Regions from separate parts of the Mus musculus genome. Here regions 2, 3 and 4 are each linked to region 1. Evidence: chromatin contacts called from public HiChIP or PLAC-seq and Micro-C data. All regions are on one chromosome and are shown on one strand. Each heading gives the region's core, a stretch centred on a gene start, on an enhancer-like site or on the middle of the called end of the contact. The rest is flanking DNA. Distances are from core to core; before and after follow the strand shown.

Region 1 (3,358 bases), core at 257-2,756:
TTGTTTGTTTGTTTCTGAAGACCAAGCCTGCACAGATGAATATGAAGGTGAGGAGTGTCTGGACACTGAGGGAAGGAGCTGGGAGCTATTTGCTCCTAGCTGCCAGGCATCCCCTGTGAAATAGCAGGCACCTGTAGAGGGAGTAGGCAAAGCCCTTGGCACCATGACATCCTGGATAGGTATCCTGTGAATACCCTTTCAAACTTTTTCCACCTTGTGCACAAATGGTTTATATTTAAGAATCGATTGATTGATTGATTGATTGATTGACTGATTGATTGATTTTTAGTTTTTCGAGGCAAGATTTCTCTGTGCAGACTTGGCTGTCCTGGGACTTGCTCTGTAGACCAGGCTGGCCTTGAACTCCCAGAAATCTTCCTGTCTTGGGAGAGCTGGGGCTAAAGGCCTGCACCACCATTGCCCGTCTATTATTTTTAATAGTCAACGGCATATAAGATTATAGATAACAGAGAGGAGAAAACCGCACTCTGGGTCACATCCAGCTGTTGTTCGTGAATGCACGCCCTTTCTATCTTCGGTTGGGATCTGGAATTCTGGAGGAGGGAGGGGAGGGGAGGGTGTCACAGAACTCACATCTTGTCACCCACCCTCCCTGTTGTCCTTGTGGCTTTCTTTTGCTCGGAAGCGGCCTCCTACTAGGTGTGTAGAGACATTCAGCAAGTGTGACGGTGGCAATCTGCTTGCCACTTGTCACTCCAACTTGCCCCCACCCAGCAAGGCTCCTCCAAACCGCCCTGGTGGGCAGCTGGGTCTGAGATTCCTTGTGGGCATTTCTGCAGGCGTCCAGACCCATCAGCCCCATGAATTCAATTCAGAGAAATGGGTTCTCTACGCAGGGAGTACCCGAGACCTGCTCCTCTAGCCCCGTGGTGGCCACAGGCGTCTGTCCCACTCCACCTACCACAACGCTCAGAGGCCTGCGGTTCCACCGTGCATCCCGCCGCCCGAGGTGCCAGCAACTTTGTTGACTGAATTCCTGAACCCATCCCAACCACAGGATAAAAATAGCTGGCGCTCCCGGGCAGCTCGGGAGTCACCGGTGTCAGGATAGTTAGAGGTCCCCATTCTGGAGACTCCAGGCCACTTGGGCCTGGTGCGGGACACAGCCAGCTAGACCACCTAATGGATCTGAGACACCGAAGGAGTACCCTGGACGAGGGCCTCCTCAGCTTCCCTGCACTCTCTGGCTTTACGATCCTGGAACCTCAGAATCTGCCACTTGGTCTCGCGCCCTCTGCTGTGCAGTCCCATGCGGCGGCCACCAGGGGGCCCTGCCCACTCCTCTTGCCGACGGCCCTTCCCCACCCCTTCCCACAGCTGTTTCCCGCAGGAGATTGACAGCTGGGCTCCGGGTTGCCATGGGGATAGGCAAATGAGGGCGGCAGGTCTGGGGCTCCGATTGGCCCGGGGGCGTCGGCCCCCACCTGGGGAGGCGGGCCCAGAAGCGCGTCTCTATAAAGGCTTGTGCGGCTCTGCGCCGGGCCGAGGGAGGCGGGGCCGGCCGGCAGCGCGGGTGGGGCGCGGGGCGGGGCCGGGCGGGAGAGCCCGGAGCGCGGCTGAGCCCGGGGCGCGGCCTCTGCACCCTCCAGGCCAGGACCGCGGAGGAACAGAAGGAGGAGGAGGGCAGGATTGGGGGCCCTGCGCCCGCTCGTAGCGGGCCGGGGGGCCACCCGAGAGGCCTGGCCGGCGGCGTCCCCTGAGCACAGCCCAGAGTTGACAGCAGGAAACTTTTGCTGCTGCGCCCTTCGGCGGCGCGACCAGAGCCTGAGCCCACCGCGGCCCGGGGGGGAGCTAGGGGGAGAGAGGCCCGCGGCTCCCCCCACGCTCCCCCGCCGCCCGTCGGGGCGCGGCCGGGCGCGGCGGCGGGGCTGGGGCCCCGGGCGATGGCCGCGGAGCTGGCGATGGGCGCAGAGCTGCCCAGCAGCCCACTGGCCATCGAGTACGTCAACGACTTCGACCTGATGAAGTTCGAGGTGAAGAAGGAGCCGCCCGAGGCCGAGCGCTTCTGCCACCGCCTGCCGCCCGGCTCGCTGTCCTCGACGCCCCTCAGCACGCCCTGCTCCTCGGTGCCCTCTTCGCCCAGCTTCTGCGCACCCAGCCCGGGCACAGGCGGCGGCGCGGGCGGCGGGGGCAGCGCGGCTCAGGCCGGGGGCGCCCCGGGGCCGCCGAGTGGAGGCCCCGGCACTGTCGGGGGCGCCTCAGGAAAAGCGGTGCTGGAGGATCTGTACTGGATGAGCGGGTACCAGCACCACCTGAACCCCGAGGCGCTCAACCTGACGCCGGAGGACGCGGTGGAGGCGCTCATCGGCAGCGGCCACCACGGCGCGCACCACGGCGCGCATCACCCGGCGGCTGCTGCGGCCTATGAGGCCTTCCGGGGTCAGAGCTTCGCGGGCGGCGGCGGCGCGGACGACATGGGTGCCGGCCACCACCACGGCGCACACCACACTGCCCACCATCATCACTCTGCCCACCATCACCATCACCACCATCACCACCACGGAGGCTCTGGCCACCACGGCGGAGGCGCGGGTCACGGCGGAGGCGGCGCAGGCCACCACGTGCGCTTGGAGGAGCGCTTCTCCGACGACCAGCTGGTATCCATGTCCGTGCGGGAGCTGAACCGGCAGCTCCGCGGCTTCAGCAAGGAGGAGGTCATCCGACTGAAACAGAAGCGGCGCACGCTCAAGAACCGCGGCTACGCGCAGTCGTGCCGCTTCAAGCGGGTGCAGCAGCGGCACATTCTGGAGAGCGAGAAGTGCCAGCTCCAGAGCCAGGTGGAGCAGCTGAAGCTGGAGGTGGGGCGTCTGGCCAAGGAGCGGGACCTGTACAAGGAGAAATACGAGAAGTTGGCGGGCCGGGGCGGCCCCGGGGGCGCGGGCGGGGCCGGCTTCCCTCGGGAGCCCTCGCCAGCGCAGGCTGGCCCCGGGGCGGCCAAAGGCGCACCCGACTTCTTTCTGTGAGTGCCGGACCCTGGGCCTCGCCACGGCCGGGGACAAGTTTGCGCAGGCCGCCCCGGTCTCGGTTCAGACTCTGAGGCCCGGGACGCGCGCTCCGGCGGTGCAGCCGCAGCTGCCGGGGTCCTCCTGTCCGCCCTGCGCACCCCGCCGCCAAGCCCCAGCTCCAGGTACCTACCGCGGTGCGCCTCTCCCGCCGGGCCCCGGTCCGAGCGTCTTCGGGGTCGCCGGCTAGACTTTGCCGGGGTCCCTCGGCGCCCCGGGAACGGTGATTGCTTAGGGAAGTCCGAGCCAGGTCTGACTTCCTCGGCAGCGTCCACTTGTACAGACGTGGAGCGCAGTTCTGCGTCCCAACCTCCGCCCAGCCGCAGCGGGGCCGC
Region 2 (3,358 bases), core at 420-2,919, 600 kb before region 1:
TTACCTGCTGGGACTGAGGCCTGAAGTTTGGGGTGGGGACAGTGCCTCCAACACATGGGGCTGGCCCTCCTGGCAGAACTGCTTGAACATATGTTTATCATCTCCCGCCATCTTACACGAGTAGCTTTCAATCCTAAAGAACGCAGGCAGAGTCATGAAGCATGCTAACCCCGAGGCCCACGATAGTGATCTCTGACAGATTGATCCCCAGAGCCTCCAGCCTCACCTGCCAATAATATGGGCATCTCCAGTCTCCACTGTCAACTGTGAGTTGATGGCCTCAAAGCTGGAGTTCTCCAATAGCTTCATGTCCTTTGGGAAGGGAGATTCTTGTGCCAGTGGGATTAGGGCAGCACTACCTGGGAATGTGGGAAGCCAGCATGGCTACCTAGCTCCAAAGGGCTCCACTTTCAGCCTTTCCACCCACTAGCAGAGTACTGTTTGCAGCTCGAGCTAACCTTGAGTCCACCATGGAGCTCATCTTCCTCACCTTACCTGCCCCTGAGAACTCAGCACTGGCTGACAGGGAGATGATCCTATGCATGAGCATGGCATGTCCAGGTTCTACCTCAATCTCAAGTACTATATACTGGGGCTGGCTGGGGGCCCCACCCACTCTCGACATTCCTACTCCATTGACATTCTGCAGGCATCCTCAGACTGTTGTAAGGTCCTCAATAAGAACCTGCTATCCGGTTCGGAACGGGGCATCTGGGGTTTCAAGCCTTGAGGGTCACCTGTATGGGTGCTCCTCCCGGGTTCTATGGGTTGCTTCACTGCTTCCTGTCAAGAGGAGGAAACCCATGAATTCTTCAATTCTATTTGCAAGTATGCCTAATTCGTACTTCGTACGTCGAAGTGTGTAGGATGGGCAGACACACCACCTCTGCTGGCGCAGGCCAGTGGTCTCCTGGCATTGCTGCCCTGCAAGCCTAGAGGTACCAGCAGATTCGTAGCGGGAAACTACAAGCCCCAGGAGGCAGTGCACCAAGAGAGGCGCTCCAGCCCCAAGCAGCATAAGAACTACAAGTCCCATGAGGCACTGCAGCAGCGCGAGGCCCGCCGGGGACTGTGGTTCCCGCAAGCCCGGACCGCTTGGCGCACAAGGCGGACACCCACCTGCCAGAATTGGGCTAGATCAAGCCAGGGTAGACGGGTTGTTTAGTGTCGGTGCCGAGGTGACGGCGGCGCGGGCTTTGCGCAGCGCGGGTTCCTCAGGACTGGAGGGCGGCGCCGCGGCCTCCACTCGGGCCGCACTGTATCCGGGGGAAGAAGCTTCGCGGCGACGTCCCGTTACTCCAGGCCCTGCCGGCCCATACGGGCTGCAGCCGCGACATAGCCTCGCCCCCCTGCAACGCCCGCTTTCGCGACCAACCTGCCGCGGACCGCCGAGATCGTACCAGCCAGAGAACGAAACAGCGACCTCCGCCTCCCCCGACCCGACAACAACAAGCGTCCGACGGGCCCAACCCCACTCCTCTGAATGGTCCACTTTAACCACAGGGCCAGACCACGAGAAACCTTATTGGTGGACTCCTCCGCCACTCGGCTTCACCTTCCACTTCTACTGGCTGCATAGCTTGTCTGTCTCGCACTCGCTAACGAACCCGCCTCCCCTCTTGGTGTTGATTGGTTAGAACCATGCCCGCCCCGCCCCCAGGAGCCAACCCTCTTCCTAGAGTGGTCCACGGTTACGAAGAGCCTCTGCTGTGCTTATGTGTGTTTGTGTGCATTGGTGCCTGGTTCCTTCCGGGAACTGGTATTGTCTTGTGTAGGGCAGCAGCTGTCGTTCGTTCGAACCTTTAAGAAAAGTTCATCCTTGCCTTCTTTTTGTGACCGGTGACCGGTCTGTGACACTGTCTCGGGTCCTGCTGAAAGGTGACTAGCTTGGCCGGACCGTGCCTGGAGATCTGGGACCATTCCTATCGCTTAGCGAGCCATCAGGCTCTGGTAGTGCGCAGCATCGGGTCCTTCTTGTTCTCCAAGCTCTGGGGCATCCGGAACCGAGGCTCACAGTCCGAGTTTCTGGCCGGCGGAAGTACTCGACAGTTCTCTATCACGGAAGCACTCTCGGAGAGTCAGGACTCCGCCGGATCAGAAATGTCGCCGCCCGCCGGCGGTGCGGCAGTGGCTGCAGACCCTGCCTCACCTGTGGTGCTCCTGGCAGTGCACGCGGCGGTCAGGCCCCTGGGCGCTGGACAGGATGCCGAAGCGCAGCCGCGGAAGCTGCAATTGATAGCGGACCCTGAGCGGCCTGGACGCTTCCGGCTAGGACTGTTAGGCACCGAGCCTGGGGCGGTGAGTGTGGGCCCGATTCTGGAATCAACTTTCTTTCGATTACCTTGACGACAGTCCTTAAGCAGTTATTTTTCTTGATTGCCTGTAAAAGTGGGAATAATGCTGATACCTAATTTACAAATCTTGTGAGGAATTGGTAAGATAACAGGCGAGAAAAGTTCAGAGCCGTAAAGATTACCTCGTTCCTTTTCCTTTCACATTCGTGTGGGTAACGAAGAGGAACCACCGACCGAGTACTCTTCCCTGTTCAGGTCAGTTTAGAATGGCCCTTGGAGGCTATTTGTTACACCGTCCGTGGGCCTAACCAACACGAGCTGCAGCCTCCCCCTGGAGGTCCTGGAACCTTCAGCGTGCACTTCCTCGACCCCGAGGAAGCACAGCAGTGGGCAGCACTGGTGCGAGATGCCACCGCAGAAGGACAAAATGGTCAGTGTTGTGAAATAAATGCTTATTTGAATATGTCCGGGCCACCTGGTCGAGGTTGGGGGTAGTGATGGAAAAGCTGGGCACCTAGGAAGGCTTCCAAGAGGAAGGAAGTGGAGAAATAAGAGGTTCAAGAGCTGACCCCAGTACCAGACAAGTAAGAAAAAGAAGAGCAAGCATTGCTGCAGGACTAAGAGTTTAAGGAAAATGGGATTGTATTCAGTGGAAAAACAACAGAGACTTAAAGATAGAAACTCCACAGTGTAGACAAGGCTAAAGGAGGCCAGAGGATCTTAGGAGATGGAATTGATAGGTCTTGTGGTTGTTCAAATGGAAGAGTTAGTGATTATGACTGAGCTAGAAGAACCACTTAGTATGAGGCTTATATCCAGTGCCTGCTTGGAAAAGCATGGACATGGCTGGGACTCTGGAGAGGTAAAGACTGGGAGTTGGAGAAGTCACCCAAAGTCACCAGGAGAAGCATAGAGAAAAGAGGGCCTTGGATGTAGACCAGTGGTTCACAACCTTCCTAATGCTTCAACCTTTTAATATAGTTTTAATACAGTATGGCCCCCAGCCATACATTTATTTTCATTGCTACTTTAATAACTGTAATTTTGCCGCTGTTATAAATTGT
Region 3 (3,358 bases), core at 234-2,733, 550 kb before region 1:
TCTTGGCTCCACCTCACCCCAGCTTCTTACCTTGGGAGCAGTTGTCAAAGTTTAGATCTCCCAGGAGGACGCTGAAGGCTACAGCCTCATCACTCTGCCGGTTCTCAGCCTCGAACTCTTCCACCCATTCCAGCAGCAGCGTTAGCTGTTTGCAGCGAATATGTCCATCCTCTGAGAGGAGAGATGAAGTTGGCTTAGCCCAGAGTAGGGATCTAAGACCTCACCCTGTGGGTCCTGATCTGTAAACCACCCAAGGCATTTCTTGGGATGTCTGGGGCAGAGAACATTGGGATGTGGGGACAGACGTGTTGGTAAGGTTAAGGGACCTACTGCCTTCGAAGGAGAGAAGAGGGGCTACCTACCCACATTTCAAACCCTCCTGCAGGGCTCACCAACGGGTGCATGCAAATGTGTACAATGAAGGTATCCCACGATGGGGTGCCCGTCCACGATGCCTAGCTGCGCCTGCAACACCACCCACAGTTCCAGGTCTTCTTGCTCTCCTGGTTAAATCTATTGCTTACGCTCTCCCCGCTAGGGCTCACTGCAGCCTGGGTTAGTACCTGGACTGATAGTAGACCTTTGGAGGCCATGGCGTCCTCGCGACGAGCGTTAGGAAAGCAACGGAAGGTGGCACGCAGCAACGGGTAGCGCGAGGCCAGTAGAAGCCCACTGCCCAGTACCTTGATGTACGGCCCAGCCATTAAGCCAAATGTGCCCACATCATATATCACCGGGCCCAGATTTGGTACCAAGACACGCACAAGACGACGAGCTGCGCGGAGGTCGAACACTTCCTGCAGACACACGAAGTCCAAGCCCATAGGTAATGTGGCCTTCAGCTCACCACCAGGCACCCTAGGCGGCGGCTGACTGCATTCGGAAACCCTATACTGTGACGATTGAAGGCTATCTAGCAGTGCGGCCCCTACAGCCTCGGCGCGCTGCAGGCTGTGCGACAGGTTGTTAAAATGAGCCAGCCCGTGGGGCAATAGGCACAGATTAGCAGTGAGAAAGACAAAGCAGCGCCGGCGCTCAGCAGGCGGATGCCAGGGCTGTGGCCACACCCAGCATGCCGGAGGGGGCTGATAGCAGAAGGGGCGGCGCCAGACCTGGAGGGGCAGCCAGAGCGCAAGGCCGACCAACGCTAAGGGTAGGCCGACCACCACCAGTGGTAGCAACACCCCACTTCCTGCCAGGACTTTGAACCACCCCAAGCTTTTGGATCGGACGCTTGGTGCCCAGCAGCCCAGCAACTGGTCCAGGGACCAGTAAGTCGGGAAAAGCAGCACGCGGGATAAACTGTAGAGGGCTTGCAGCACTGGGTTCGGGAAAGGTGAAGGCCTCAGGGCGTTGGGTGTCAGGGGCCAGTCCTCTTGGGGCACTGGGCTCCTTCGCCGCGAAATGTCAGGGAGACTCATTGGTTTCCAGCGGCGGCGGAGGTCAAGACCAGGTGGCACAACCTGTGCGCGCCGCTAGTAATGCCCGGACGTCCCGCGAGCCTGAGTGCTGGCCACTGGCCCCACCCACTCAGAACTTCTGTGGCGGTTGGAAACGAACAACAATTTAAAAAAAAAAAAAAACCCGTAAAAGAAATCCGAGCTTTACAGCCCTGCCCTATTTCCTCCTTGTACTTGCGGGGGTCCACTTAGTGCTTCGGAGAAAAACTTAGGGCCCTGCCTACTCTCCCCTCCCCCACCCCTCCAATACACTTTACAGCCTGACTACTCACAGCCAGGTAGGTTCACCACAGCCTCTCAATCCGGTGCCTGGCTTAGTGCAGAGACTCAGCACCGATGGCTTGCAGAGGCTGAGACTTCAAACCCGGGGAGGGACCGTTAGTTCTACACCTGAGGCAGCTTGCCCAGACAGGTAAAAGGAAATCCTCCATTCTATGAGCCCTGTAACAGACTTAAGTTCTTTTAATTCTGTGTTTTATTTTTGTTTGTTTTGTTTTGTTTCTCGGGGCAGGGTTTCTCTGTGACTCTGGCTGTCCTGGAACTTGCTCTGTAGACCAGGCTGGCCTCGAACTCACAGAGATCTGCCTGCCTCTGCCTCCGGATTGCTGGGATTAAAGACATGTACCAGCACCGCCCCTCTTGACTTTAGTTTCTTGACAATGATCCCTTGGGCTTTCACAGACTTTTCTTGGCTCCCCTTGGAAGTCTGACTCCTTAACTCCAGCTGTGAGCCAGCAAACACCCTGACATCGACCATCAGTGTCTCTTAAGTAACCCATCAGGTTTGTCTTGGCTGGCGATCTTCAGCCGGCTTGCCAGGATAGTCCTGGAGACTTTGGATGAAGGCAACTGTTGATGAGCTGGGCAGTCTGGGCAGAAGGCATTGAACTCTGCAGGGCAGGTGGGGGTGGGGGTGGGGGTGGGGCGAGGTATCCCAGCTGGAGAACCATGCCTCTTTCTAACCGGAAGTTGTATTGGTACTGATAGATTCCTGTTTGAATCCGCCCCCCCCCCCCCAAGGCTCTGCTGTTCCTTGACTGGCAAGAACTGGTTTTCTAAGTCCCTAGTTCTTTTATTCCTTTCTGCCTTGTCACTGCCCTAGCGCCTGCAACTTCAGGCAAGCCAGAAACTACTCCAGGCTTTTCCACACTGCCCTTCTCATGAACCAACCCCATTTTGGTCTCCACTCTTCTAGAAACACCACGATGTTTCCAATCTCAGCCTACCCATTGATTTCAATACCCCCCTCCCACAAGGGCCCCAATTTTTCCAACCCATGTTCCTTTTTTTTCATTTATTTATTCATTTTACATCCCCATAGATGCCCCCTGCTCCTGGTCCCCCCTCCCACAATCCCTCGCCCTATCCCCCCCAACCCATGTTTTTCATTCTCTGGTCAGCTCTGGTCCCCCATGCTTAGACAGAACCCATCCTTTTCTCAGACCTTGGGCATCTTCACAAGGGGCTGCCATCTCCCAGGCTCCCTTGCCCAGGTTTGGATGAGGTGGCATCTGGCTCTCTTACCTCTACTGTCCTGCCCCAAGGCCCTGAGGCTCCCTACCCCTTTGCTAAGAACAGGGAAGTATCCTTTCTTTCTGCATCATCCCTTCCCTGTTCCTGATCCTACTCCCTCTTTTTTTTCCTCCGCTCCCAGAACTTCTGTTTTCATTACCAAGTAAAAAGGGAATTTGGGACCTTCCATTTAATCCCATTAGAAAGACAGTGTCTGAGAGCTCTGTCTCTCCAGGGAGGCTGTAATGTGAATGTGGCCCCCCCACCCCACCCCACTGGAGCAGGAAGGTGTGGCTTGGGCCCAGTGACCAGAGTCTGTGGGAAACTTTAATGGCCATGCACAATGGCCTACAGGGTGAAGTGAGCCTGGGCCAGCCGGGCACCGG
Region 4 (3,358 bases), core at 219-2,718, 530 kb after region 1:
CACAGGGCACATACCCACAATAACTTCTTCTTCCTGAGTAACACAGAATCCATCAGAGTAGGGGCAGGTCATTGTTTTGCAGGAAGTCTCAAGTGGGACCCCCAGGCAACAGTAGCACTCCAGCCCCTGAGCTGAGAAAGAAGACAATACATGAGTGCTAGGGCATGCCCTTCCTAGGCCAAACATGTCCTCTCAATGTCTTTAAGTCCACACAGCTGCTGGCCACTAGAACAGAGCAAGGACATTGCTGCCCATTCACCTCCACGAAAAGCAAAAGCAAAACAAGAGCATCCATTGTTCAAATGTGCTCTGTACTGCTGTCTCAACTAGCCAGCCCCACAGAAGAGACCTGCACCCCTAGAGGTATTTGAGACACATTCACCATATTGGGAAGACATAGATACCAAATGTCTGCTGAACCTGTGAGTGGGTGTGTAAGTAGTTACTGGGGCCCTCAGATGGAGAGGGCTCTTCTGACCTGTCCCACCCTTAACATGCAGAGCTGGCCCCTGGTTATTGGCCCATGACAGATCACATAACTTCCCACTGTCCAGCTCAAAGCTGAGGCTCACTATGAGGCTTCCCCAAATAAAGATGTGACTAGAAGTATAGAGGCATCTGAGAGCTCAGAGCTCTTAGAGTTGTGAAGTTCTGGCATTCAGGTCTCATTGGCTGGGGCAAAAGGAAAAGCCAAATGTCAGGCATTAAGGATTCCACACCACTTAACTTGGCAGCTGGGAGGAAAAGAAGGCTCTGCCAGTTTGTGTGCACACAGGCCAGTGTCCTGACTGGGAGGCCAGGGCAGCAGGGTAGAGTCTAAGGACAGACTGCTCTGGTGGCCAGGGTTCCTGGCACAGGTAGTGAGGTCCAAGAGTCCTTCTGGCATGTTTTGATTGTTGCAAAGCAGGGTCTGGTTTACAGACCCAGTAAAGCACCCCAGCACAGGAGGCTTCACCCACCACAAGCAAATCCCCAGTCGACTGGCCACAGCATACCCAGGGTCCTGGGCACACAATAGGAGTACCTACAACCCTGAGGCCCTTTTCCATCTCCATTGTACCCTCCTGCTCCTCTCCCATTTTCCATCTCACCTCCTTCTGCACACAATAGGGCCACAAGAAGGATGAACACACAGGTCCTTGTAGCATGAGAACTGTCCATCCTTGGAGAAAGGGTACACAGATAAAACCTTGGAAGTTGGAGCCAGTTAATAAATCACCAATCACATCCCTGGGCTCTCACAGAGCTCAGGCATCCAATCTTCCCTCCCTCCAACCCCCACACAGCTTTCACCAAGGAATACATGTCTGTCTACTTCTCTCACCCACCACCCACCCAGCGTTTCCTTCATAATCCCACACTCCCACCACAGCCCTATCCTGAGGGCTCTTCCCTTTGTCACCTAGCAGCTCCCTCCTGACACCAGTCCTTACTTCCTCCCGGACCAGGTTGCAGGCACAGTGGAAAGGTCAATCAGATGTGGACTGAAGTACTTTACTCTTTCCCCAGCTCCTCCCAGCTGGATTCCTGAAAAGGGAGGGGCTTCAGTACTTACTTCCTTCTGACCATCATGTTTATTTTGTAAGAGATAGCATGGTTTGTTGGTGACCTAGTCAGCTAGATTTATATCAGTTGGTGAGGGACAACCACTCAGTTGGGGCGGGACCATTATTCAGGAGGACTAGGATGTCAGAAGAGCAGGGGCCACAGGTGACTTGTGCTTGCCATTCAGAAAGCAAGGTAAGGGGGCAAATGTTTGTGAACCTACAACCTCTCATGCCTTTCTCACAGCGGCTGGCTCCTTTCTATTCACTTCTATAAGATTCGGGATGCACTTTAGACTTTCCTCTTAGGTCAGATGTTAGGCACGTCTGATTAGGTTCTCTCCTATCTTTTACAAGCCCTAGGCAGAGGGGAGAGGAAGCCAGAGAAACGGGCAGTTTACATTGTTGGAACTAAAGTCCACAGATTCTTTCTCATTATTTTTTCCTTTTAGTCTTGAAGGCTGGGTTTGAGAGATGAGAGATGGCTTGCAGATACTTTGGTACCTGTTGGAGTGGCTAGATCACGGCACAAAGCCCCTCTCTGATGGATATTAGAGCAGGGTGGGGGGAAGAGATTTAACTATAATTTGACTTCTAAGTTACAACAATAGTGGGCCGATGATGTCCAGATAGCTTCCTTACCAAGAATAAAAAGACTAGTGAGAAATAGTTGTCTAAATAATATCACAGATGGATTCAAATCTAATGTATAGGGAGTGTGATCTCCTGAATTGTTTAAAAAGAATATACCTTACTTTTAAAAAGAATTATGTTTTCACCATATGTAATAGCATTCATATTCTCATGTGCTTTTAAATTTTTAAAATATTTTTAAATTAAGCTGTTACATCATTTCCCCCTTCCTTTCCTCCCATATAACCCACTTGGACTCCCAAATTTTATTTTATTGTTGTTATCCCCAAACAAAAACACTTGAACACATATGTTCCTGACTATATAAATACAAGGTGCTCAGGCTGTATAATGTTAGTTGTAGGAATCTGATTTCAGAGCTGAGTACTTGGCCTTAGTTTGGGAGCTCTTCCCCATGGAAGACTGTTTAACTCTCACAATTACTTTTTGGTACCTGCAGTTCTTTGTCTAAGGCTGGGACCTACAAGGTTTACCCTTCTGTGATAGCGGGTCTGTCTGTTTTTGTTATCTGGAGCCAAGTCTTGTTTAGGCAGCCATGCTGTCAAGATTTCATAGGTATGAGAACACTTCCTACTTGTCAGGGTCAAAGGGACTGCCACTCTCCCAAATTCTGGCACCCATTTCCTTCTTTCCCAAACCAGTCATTCATCATTGCTATCAGAAGGGACAAGTGGCACTCTGTGGTACCTACTGGCATACCAAGACAGGCCCTGGCCTTCAGGCTCCCTCAGTACCTGTGGCTCCTCTCAGCTGTTCTCACCTGACCCCTGTCCTAAACATCCCTTGCTTCTCATTCCTATATAACCCTGCCATTTGAACCATGAACCTTCTTGTCCCCCCCCCTTCCTTTTGCTCTCTCCTTTTGTCTTCCTCTCTTTTTCATCCTCCATCACTCCCCCCCCCACCCACCCATGGCATGTTTGGTCTACTCTTTTCCGAACTCCTCCAGATGCCTCTAGCTGTACTCTCCTTCACATCTTCAGTAAAGCCTTCCCCTCAACCATACCTTAGAGCAGTCAGGCCCTCACATTACACACTGTTTCCTGGGCTCTTAGAGTTTTCCCACTTTTCCCATCTTCTTCAGTAAACTCCAGAGCTGTGTTGTAGATATATCAGTTTGGAGCAGGACATTGCGTGACCACTAGGTCTCTGCATTTTGA

The links. A called contact is a pair of places that touch in the nucleus more often than the background predicts. HiChIP or PLAC-seq counts read pairs in DNA pulled down with a chosen protein or histone mark.
Region 2: a contact with region 1 is called in an HNF4G HiChIP or PLAC-seq map of pancreatic cancer cells. The contact joins the promoter of Sharpin here to the promoter of Mafa in region 1. A contact is called at or near these places in 2 of 115 datasets of contacts at active chromatin or transcription factors (bone marrow-derived macrophages and pancreatic cancer cells).
Region 3: a Micro-C map of embryonic stem cells shows a contact between it and region 1, with 2.4 times the contacts expected there. The contact joins the promoter of Smpd5 here to the promoter of Mafa in region 1. A contact is called at or near these places in 1 of 484 Hi-C or Micro-C datasets (embryonic stem cells) and 1 of 115 datasets of contacts at active chromatin or transcription factors (pancreatic cancer cells).
Region 4: an H3K27ac HiChIP or PLAC-seq map of extraembryonic endoderm stem cells shows a contact between it and region 1, with 6 times the contacts expected there. The contact joins the promoter of Ly6g2 here to the promoter of Mafa in region 1. A contact is called at or near these places in 1 of 39 promoter capture datasets (liver) and 1 of 115 datasets of contacts at active chromatin or transcription factors (extraembryonic endoderm stem cells).

What each region holds. Positions count from the first base shown.
Region 1 is chr15:75,746,469-75,749,826 of GRCm38.p6, reverse strand. It overlaps Mafa (v-maf musculoaponeurotic fibrosarcoma oncogene family, protein A (avian)), which reads left to right and starts at 1,506. Exons shown (of 1, transcript NM_194350.2): 1 at 1,506-3,358. The coding sequence starts at 1,905. The coding sequence ends at 2,984.
Region 2 is chr15:76,349,421-76,352,778 of GRCm38.p6, reverse strand. It overlaps Sharpin (SHANK-associated RH domain interacting protein), which reads left to right and starts at 1,669. Exons shown (of 9, transcript NM_025340.2): 1 at 1,669-2,298; 2 at 2,550-2,724. The coding sequence starts at 2,101. It overlaps Maf1 (MAF1 homolog, negative regulator of RNA polymerase III), which reads right to left and starts at 1,485. Exons shown (of 8, transcript NM_026859.3): 1 at 1,120-1,485; 2 at 227-359; 3 at 5-133. The coding sequence starts at 309.
Region 3 is chr15:76,292,497-76,295,854 of GRCm38.p6, reverse strand. Smpd5 (sphingomyelin phosphodiesterase 5) reads right to left here and starts at 1,483. Exons shown (of 7, transcript NM_001195537.2): 1 at 564-1,483; 2 at 393-465; 3 at 31-171. The coding sequence starts at 1,421. It overlaps Spatc1 (spermatogenesis and centriole associated 1), which reads right to left. Exons shown (of 5, transcript NM_028852.1): 5 at 3,283-3,358.
Region 4 is chr15:75,214,488-75,217,845 of GRCm38.p6, reverse strand. It overlaps Ly6g2 (lymphocyte antigen 6 complex, locus G2), which reads right to left and starts at 1,468. Exons shown (of 5, transcript NM_001371105.1): 1 at 1,434-1,468; 2 at 1,092-1,162; 3 at 15-131. The coding sequence starts at 1,161.